Linked DNA regions of Zea mays: region 1 is linked to region 2. Evidence: chromatin contacts called from public Hi-C data. All regions are on one chromosome and are shown on one strand. The core of a region is the stretch at or near the end of the contact, and the rest is flanking DNA. Distances in the headings are between cores, read along the strand shown. Region 1 has its middle 16 kb from the start of LOC103636099. Region 2 holds the start of LOC103636098 (WRKY transcription factor 22).

What was found. Hi-C and Micro-C count contacts between places; a contact is called where the count stands out from the background.
Region 1: a contact with region 2 is called in a Hi-C map of endosperm, with 2.0 times the contacts expected there. The contact joins the enhancer-like site here to the promoter of LOC103636098 in region 2. A contact is called at or near these places in 3 of 25 Hi-C or Micro-C datasets (endosperm, leaf and tassel).

The regions. Positions count from the first base shown.
Region 1 is chr8:149,170,374-149,174,709 of Zm-B73-REFERENCE-NAM-5.0, forward strand. No RefSeq gene overlaps it. Among protein-coding and RNA genes, the nearest start is that of LOC103636099, 16 kb to the left of the region's middle. Within about 2 kb of position 2,603, at least 18 of the 20 cell types and tissues checked have an H3K27ac peak or open chromatin away from gene starts, as enhancers often do. A contact at or near this core is called in endosperm, leaf and tassel, where this site is marked.
Region 2 is chr8:149,026,845-149,031,323 of Zm-B73-REFERENCE-NAM-5.0, forward strand. LOC103636098 (WRKY transcription factor 22) reads right to left here and starts at 3,062. Exons shown (of 3, transcript XM_008658464.3): 1 at 2,486-3,062; 2 at 2,190-2,315; 3 at 1,365-1,990. The coding sequence starts at 2,934. The coding sequence ends at 1,516. It overlaps LOC103636097 (protein SGT1 homolog), which reads left to right. Exons shown (of 10, transcript NM_001425482.1): 8 at 203-285; 9 at 374-478; 10 at 565-834. The coding sequence ends at 672.

The sequences.
Region 1 (4,336 bases), core at 1,353-3,852, 140 kb after region 2:
AGGATGTGGTGTGGTAGATGAGTACCATAACCAGGCGAACGCACGGTAGGAGTATTCTTTTTTGATTCTTATGTGTGTGACCACTTTGTATATTTGGTATATGGACCATGAAAAATAGTGAAGGTAGTGTTTTGGTCACGTATGACTATAGCCTTAAATTATTAGCCTTAGACCCAAATTTGCCCCTACTCGTAATGTAGTATGGAATCAGGGAATGTCGGTTATAGAAATAAAGAAATAAGTTAAATATATCGGGCTAGTTTCACTGTACTCAACCTGCTTAGGTTATTTACAGTCTGGTGTATCTTCACACAATACCTAATGCTGACAATGCCATGCATATGAAATTACATAAGATATAACTATCCTAATGCATGATACCATAGGTTATTTTTTAGTCCTCTATAAAATATTAAATGCTAGCATATAGTATGAGAGTATGAGATGTGGGCCACTTGGATGTTTAAAATTTTAATGTATATGATCCCGTACACAGATAGTATCTCTCAAGATACAACTTTCTTCTCTTTTCTCTTAACTCCCTTGTCACATCATTAAAAAATGCTTATATGTGAAATGCGTAGGTTACTGTGGACGGGGAATAACCTTACCAAGAAATATGTTGCGGAAAAGTAAAGTTATTTGGCCGTGTGCGCACCCGTCCAAATGTTCCAGGATGGGTCCTGTGATTAATTGGTAATTCCTCCATCACACAAAAAAATTACAATTCTAACGGTATTATATTTTAGTATTTTAAATTTAATTAATTATAAATAAATATTATAATATTTAATAAATATTGTTACCCTAATTATAAAATGTGTGTTTATAATAAATTAATTTAGAACTATAAATCCAAATACTATTTACTAAAAAAATTCGATCAAACGTAAAACTATTTGGTACATACTCCATAGTTGCATCGACTACTAGTGCGTAGCTAGATGGCCCGCCATGCATTTGCCAATTCCTACGAGGCAAATGTGCACATTAAGGGGGTGTTTGGTTTCTAGGGACTAATGTTTAGTCACTTCATTTTATTCCTTTTTAGTGTATAAATTGCTAAATATAGAAACTAAAATAAAGTTTTAGTTTCTATATTTGGTAATTTTAGAACTAAAATAGAATAAAATCTAGGGACTAAACATTAGTCCTAGAAACCAAACACCCACTAAGATACTATTTAGTATAGTTTTATTCAGTGGCACATCGGACTAAATTATGGATTGGAAAGGCTGGAGATGTCCCGCTAAAACGGATACGCGAATGACAAACGTGTGCGGATTGCTACATGTCTGTCGCATAGTTGATGGTTTGATGAGCCTGCAATATGTTGTTATGCGCCTGCATCTTATAACTATGCACCTTTTATATGACTGCTAAAACTACTACATGGTACCAAAAGGCAAAAGCAACTCCAACAGTGCTTTAAATTAGAGCTCTATTTTTTAAAAATAGAGCTTAACTAATAAAAAGAATAACTCTAACATTGTCCCGTTTTATAATTTTTTGTTTAGAAAATAAGGCAGGTCATGAAGTGATCCAAATATAATACACTTGACATTAGTATCATATCCTTGTTTTTATACAGTATCCCCAATGTTTTTTTTCTTAATAATATAATTTATTTGCTAAAATACATGATTTAGAACATAATTGTAGAAGCTCAATTTGTTTGTAGTACTTTAAACATTTAAATAATTTACTATTTTAATTTTTGAGACATTGCTTTGATTTTAAGACATTTTATAGAGATATTGTATATGCTACTTGGACTGCTGGACTGGAACTCCAGCCCCTCCAACGCCGGTCCTGCATCCGCCCCGGTTTTATTTGACTAGTGAAGTAATCTTTTTGTCTTTAGTTTTATGAACAACATCAGCAATGGTGCTGAAAGCCTGAAACCGGTTCGGTAAATTACTTGGCAAGTTTAAACATGCTCTAATTAAACCGTATATAGAAATATAGAATCAAGGTAAATTCACTATTTTTACTCCATTTCTGATTTATAAGTTCATAATTCAAGGGATTTCTTAGGTAAACCGTTTGATTTTATCACAAAACGGCTCTAATAGAAATGGTGCCAAACGGTGCCTAAAGTTTGTCTATTTGCAACCAAGATTAATTGATCGTACCGCTTATATAGTGTTTTGTCTCTATAGATTATAGTTATAGCAGTCTAATAATCAACTTTAATTCAAACCCAACAGCCTCAATAGTCTTATGGCGTCTACAATGGTTGTCTCAAATACCTAGTTGATGTGGAGCTGAGATAAGAATAAAAATAGTAATTTATCTCACCACTACCGTTTGATCTCACACTTAATACACTCATATGTGAAATCTCATATCTATTTGTTCGTTGCTAGTTATTATCGTTTTATCCATAATTTGTTTTTAAGTATGAAAAAGAGTGAATCTATCTAGTGAAATAGCTAGCAATTAGAGACGTCGTTATATAGTCAATATACTCAAGCCAATCCGACCGAAAGATGGCGGCCTTGGCAGGCGATCCTTTATCGAGCTGCAGTGCTGCACGGCATGGCGTGACGCGCCACACTGTAGTATTGCCTGCGAGCTGCGGATCTAGCTTCCACTGTTCTGCATTCAATGGCGTGCTACCCGGTCCGGGACCCACATGTCACGTGGCAGTTACGGAGGAGTACAGTGTCTATCTGACTATCGTCTCCCCACTCCGCCCGTCCCTGCCCTTTATGCATGCTCTGCCCTGGGTAGTGGTGGCTGGTGGAGGCTGGAGCAGCCGGTCACCTCTCGAATCGCTGTCTAGATGTGTAAACTTGCCTCACTAAGTCACATGACAGCACATAATTAAATTAACACATAAATCGGAGTGCATAATCTTAGGTGATGCTTTTAGTTCCACGCTAATATAACAATAAATTTGATGAAAATATAAAAATGGTCAAAAAACATCTAACTTGTGATGATTTATTTCATTATTACTTCGTCATTTATCTTCATTAACAATATGGGGGTGTCCGGCCGTTGTAAAGCTATAGTTGTTACAGTTGCAGACTGCAGTTGGCGGCCATTTGCTGCTACAGTGATTGAAGAGACTTTATGCATGTCCTCAACGAGAGGTTCTACGTTTCTTTTCTAAATATGAAAAAGTTTTTTTTCTTATATTCTTTAACGGTGTTCTCTAAAGTTTCTTTTAAATATAGAACACACTCATTCATGCTCTCTATATAGAGACACCCATATCCAGTGGCGTATCTAGATGGTGGATAGGGTGGGTCCGGCCCACCATCTGATTTTGATCTGCTACATTATATAGATGGTTTTGATTTAATTTTTCTTTTGATTCTCATACGTTGTAGGACTTAAAATACAAACTCATTTATTTATTTTGATTTTTAATAAGATTAGACCACTCTAACTTTAAATCCTATATTCGCCACTGCCCACATCTCCTCTATTATTTTTTATATTTTAGATAAAGAATTAAGCAAAACTAAAATATGTATATAACATCTGAGGAAATAACAGTTATGTACACATAAAAATATAGAGCAAAATACATAACACGAGTTTTGGTATATAGACGACGAGATATAAATGACATTGTTGGTGCATAGAAATAAGATATAGATGATGAATCTTTTAGATAAGTTAGTAAATAACAGATATAAATGAGATGTAGATGATATTGCCCCTAAAACGCCAACACTAAATCATATGCCGTTATTTCCTATACGTATAACCTGAGATCTAGTAAAAATATTAGAAATATACAATCTAGGTTAAGATAATTGAGGTGAAGTTTTTTTTAGACTTCGGGTCTGCTTTCTTGGTCCTTGGCTTTACTGGGTTGGCCAGTTTGAAGTGGAAGATATCTTGGGCCACACCTAGGGCCACTTTAATTAGGGCCCAAAGTTCTTTAAATGTGATCCTGAATTAAATCCTACTAGAATCCTAAAATCGTAGATTTCCTTAACAGAATCGTAGAATCAACACTATGAACTACTAGGATCACAGAGTCATGAAAACATACAATGATTCAAGATTTTATCAACTATGCGTCTATGTTAGGACCGAAAAGATGATAATACATGGGCTAGTTTGGGAAGCCCAATTTCCCATGGGATTTTTATTTTCCCAAGAGAAATTAGTTCATTTTTCCTTGGGAAAATAGAAATCCCTTAGGAAAATGTAGTTCTCAAACTAGCCCTAAGGGGATTTTTTTAGGCAATGGTCACGACCCTATCTAGTGGCCCAAGGTGCATATTTGTCTTTATCTCTATTTCTTTCTTTGAATACTAGTTTTTTGTAATTTATTAAATTTGAATATACTAATTATAAGAATGTATTTGAT
Region 2 (4,479 bases), core at 1,812-4,311:
CTACTAATTTGAGTGTAATGGTTGTGCACATAGTTTTGTACGGAATCCCTTTTGTGGTTCATGGATGGTCTTTACATGATCTATATTTGAGATGAACAGATTTCTGTAGATGATATTGACCAATTAACAATCTGGATTATTTCTTCATTGAACGGTCTTGCATTTCTTATAGACACATTTTATTTGTATATATATTCTGCAGCTGAAACAGCCCCAAGACCTTCATACCCATCTTCAAAGTCAAAAAAGGACTGGGATAAACTGGAAGCTGAAGTAAAAAAGGAGGTTTGATCAAGATGCCCACTTTTAGGCATCACTTTTACTTCAGCAACTTGGGTTTCTCAAATATGAACGGTGTTTGTGTCGGCAACAGGAGAAGGAAGAAAAACTTGAAGGTGATGCTGCATTGAACAAGTTCTTCCGTGATATCTACAAGGATGCTGATGAAGATATGCGGAGGGCCATGGACAAGTCATTCGTACGTGATCGTTGGCCCAGCTAATAACGCATTTGGAACCAACTATATTTTATGTCTATACTCACGTACCCTTGCTGTTCCTGCAGAGGGAATCTAATGGTACCGTTCTCTCAACCAATTGGAAAGATGTTGGATCAAAGACGGTGGAAGCGAGCCCTCCTGATGGTATGGAGCTCAAGAAGTGGGAAATTTGAAGTTTGGACTGCCCCTCTTGTAAATCCAGGTCTTGGAAGTTATGACCTAGTTCTGTCCACCCATTTGGTGTCGTAAGTTTGGTTAAGTGTGTGTGTGTTTTTGGTTCAGCTGTCGTTCGAGGAAAAGCTATTGTAAGTTGTGGACTGTGTAAAAGCTGCAATAGATTGTGGGTTGTGAAAAAGGTGTATGCTGTTTAATTTAAACAAGCATAAAACTTACACGTGTCTCTATTTTTTCATTTTCTTGAAACCTGCAATTGTTCTCTAGTTTCATTTCGCTATTTTAGAAAGTAGAAAACCAACAAAAAACAGGATCTGCAATAACTAAAAGTAGCTGCTTCTGACAAGCAGCTTCTGGTTTCTACTTTTTTATTTCTGGTTTTTACTTTTTGTTTACTGGCTTCAAAAGCAGCTTAACTAAAGCCTATGCGTTTGTAACCTTTCTGTCTAGCGTGTCTGAGTGCTTCCTCTATTGCAAATTGCAGTTACATCGCCCTACCTAGGGTAGGTTCGGTTTTATCTAAACCGGAGGGGATTGAATCCTAATCGAAAACCTCCGAGAGATCCGTCGTTCGCCAAAGTTGTTTTCAGTTTGCTACTCGTATTATCTTGTTATAGGCAACCGTATGTGTTGATTTTCACTGAACGTCAGTTTGATGGAATATACGTGAGGAATACTAACCACATGAACAGATACAAAATAAGCTATTTTAAGACTATTTACTTACATCTACCATATTCTACAAATAAACGTACCCAGCTGGTAATGCTCGCGCGTGCCTGGGTGCGCGCGCGTAGCAAAACAATCAGCCGCTATGTGTATGAACATGGGAGCATGTGGCGTTAAGGGCAAATTTTCTGCGGCCGCCGCCGTCCCAGTACACCATCTTCCTCTATGACGTGCTCGAAATCGAAGTCGCCGTCCACGGGCGCCAAGAGCTCGTCCAGGTCCATCTCCGCGGGCCAGAACTCGTCCTCGTCATCGACGGCCGCTATCTCCTCGCCGCCAAACTCGCCGGCCATTGTTGAATTCGAAGTCTCGTTGTTGCCAATGCCACGCTCTCGAAGGCCGGCCGCTTTCTCGACTGTCTGGCCCTGCTCGTGGCTACTGGGAGAGGAGGCCGCGCTGTGCAGCTCGGTGGCCGCGCCGGACGACGGCTTGTGGCGAGTGGTGCCCGCGAGCGCGTTGAGCTGCGCGGGCACGGGGTGGCAGTGCTCGGCCATGTACGTGACGATGAGCACCCCGGGCTTGGCTGGGCTGCGCTCCACCAGCTTCCGCGCCGTGCACCCCTTCATGCTGCTGCACTTGTAGTACCCCCTGCGGTCACAGATTCGAATCGCAACGGAGCATTATTAGTTCGGTGAGCCCTGCGGGTCAGCGCCTCAGCGGCCACAATGTCGACTGCAAGCACGCACTACTGCTGTCGAATTGTCTTGTGGCTGAATTATCAAAGCTCCTAACACTAGCAAGCACGCAGTATGGAAGGCGAGGTCAAAGTAAAAAACAACGTAGTTACCGCGGATAAGGCGAGCCCTTGATGGGCTTTTGGCCATACTTGCGCCACGCCCACGGGTCCGGCGACGACGAGCTGCCGTCGGCCACCGGCATCTCGCGCACCACCTTCTTCAGCTGGCTCTTCTTGCTGTCATATGTCATACGACAAGCAGGGAGGAAACGGAAAGCAATAAGCCATCGCACTTCATTCTTCTCTAACCAAATCATGCGCGCGCGCAAAACAAGTCTAAATAAAAAAAGGAATCTTGCATAAATGGAGCTGAGCGCACAGCATCGGTACGGCTACGGTTACGGTACCTTCTTTTCGGCCGCGGCGTGCGCGCGCCTGGCTTGCGGCGTGGCGACGATGCCCTCTGCTGCACCCCGGACGTGGATGCGGCCCCCGCGGGGAAAGAGATCATCACCTCACTCCCGTGGCCGCCGCCCCCCACGCGCGGCCTCGGCGACGGCCGCGCGACCGGCAGCAGGAACGGCTTGTGGTCCGAATCCAGGTACTCCAGGTCGCACAGGAGCGCCACGGGCGGCGGCGCCCGTTCCTGTCTCCGGGCAGACACCGCCGGCGTGGCACGCGCGCCGCCGGGCACCCGCTCCGGCGCCTCGTCTCCCCTCGGCGCCGCGGGTGCGGTGGCCGCGTCGGCGGGCTCCGGCGGCGGGCCCGCGTGCGCGACGCCGCCGCAGCTCCTGACGACCGCCTGCAGGTCCCAGTCGTTGAAGTGCTCCGCCATGCGCAGCAGCACGTCGCGCATGAAACCACGACCGGCTTCGACGAGGCGGAGGGAGGGACGCTGCTCCTGACCGTATGCGGGGGACTGGCGAGCAGGGGGTGGGGTGGGGTTGACTTTTGGAACTGGTAGTCCAGTAGGGCCCCACGGCCCCCAGCACGCGCGCATATATGCGCGTAGTATATATGTGTATTATCTACTATACGCGTGAGAGTATTTGGACGCGCAAACCCGGGGCAGTCCGCATTGACGCGGCACGGCGCGGGGGCTCAACCTCGTGCTCAAGTGCTCAACCCGAACTTGCGATAGGATGCGATGAGAAGTCAACCCGATGCAAGCGGTGGACACGGAGGCAGGCAGGCAGGCAGCGGCAGCCGGCAGGGACAAGCAAAAAAAAAAAAAAAAGATCACGCCCGGATTTGCATCCTTACCCCTCGGCGAGCGCATTTTAAAAAATTGTTGCGGCTGGTTTCTGGAAGCATGCTGCTGCTACAGTGTCGCCAAGTACACCTGTCAAAATGGGGGCGGTCCGGGGCCCTCGTCCGTCGTCGTCGTCGCCGCCCTTGGTAAGCTTTTTCGTGTCGTTCTTTTGACTCTGCTCCAAATGTCAAAAGGGAGGAGAGAGATAGAGCTGGGAACGGAAGATTCGAGCCCCCCTCCCACCCGTGCCATAAAAGAAGGCTGCAGGCCGACCGAGGCGTGGGAATAAACCGGGAATTATAATACGATGATGACGAAGAATCGTTTTTACAGTTGCATCCTCTTTTACTAATTCAATATATTTCTTTTTCAGTCCCCATGATTGGTCGCGCTTGACTGCAGGCGTCAGTTATTCTCGGTCCGATCTGATCCTGCGCGAATGTCAAAGGGCAGAGATCTGCACTGCTGCATGGATCCCGTAGTTTATGAGGCCCTTTTGGTTTTGGACACGAAAACGACGCGCGCGCCGGCCCGACGCCGGACGCTATAGTTGACAAAAAATATGAAGAATTGTCGTTCGAAAATTCATGTGTAGCGTGATTTAAACAAATTATGAAGAAATCTTATCGAGTTTTTTTATTTTTCCAATTTATTCAGCATTTCCAGTTGGTAAATCGACAAATTGAATACCGTTTTTAAATTTCAAATCTCAAACCGTTCAGGAATTGCGAAATTTGGCAAATTCCGAGCGGCTTCCTGATTTTTCGGTGATCACCGCGAAATAACTGAGAGTCTTTTAGTGAGCAGATCTGAAAGCATTTACACTGTGTTTATATCCTAATGTTCAATTATTTGATCTTGGAATTTCTCCTTTACAACATAATACTTAATGTCAATGTGTTTAGCAGTAGCACTTGACTTCTTGTTATAGAAGCAACATATTGTTGGTTTATTATCTCAGTATAGCTCCAGTTGTTTTCATATGTTGTCTACCACTTTTTAACTAGGTACAAACTTCTTAAGGCACATACCATGCCATGTTGCCCTATAAGATGCAATAAACTCGATATTACATTATGAATGATGTGGTGATAGTTTGTTTTGAGCTTTTCCATGATATAGCTCTTTCTCTGAGTGTGAATATGAAAT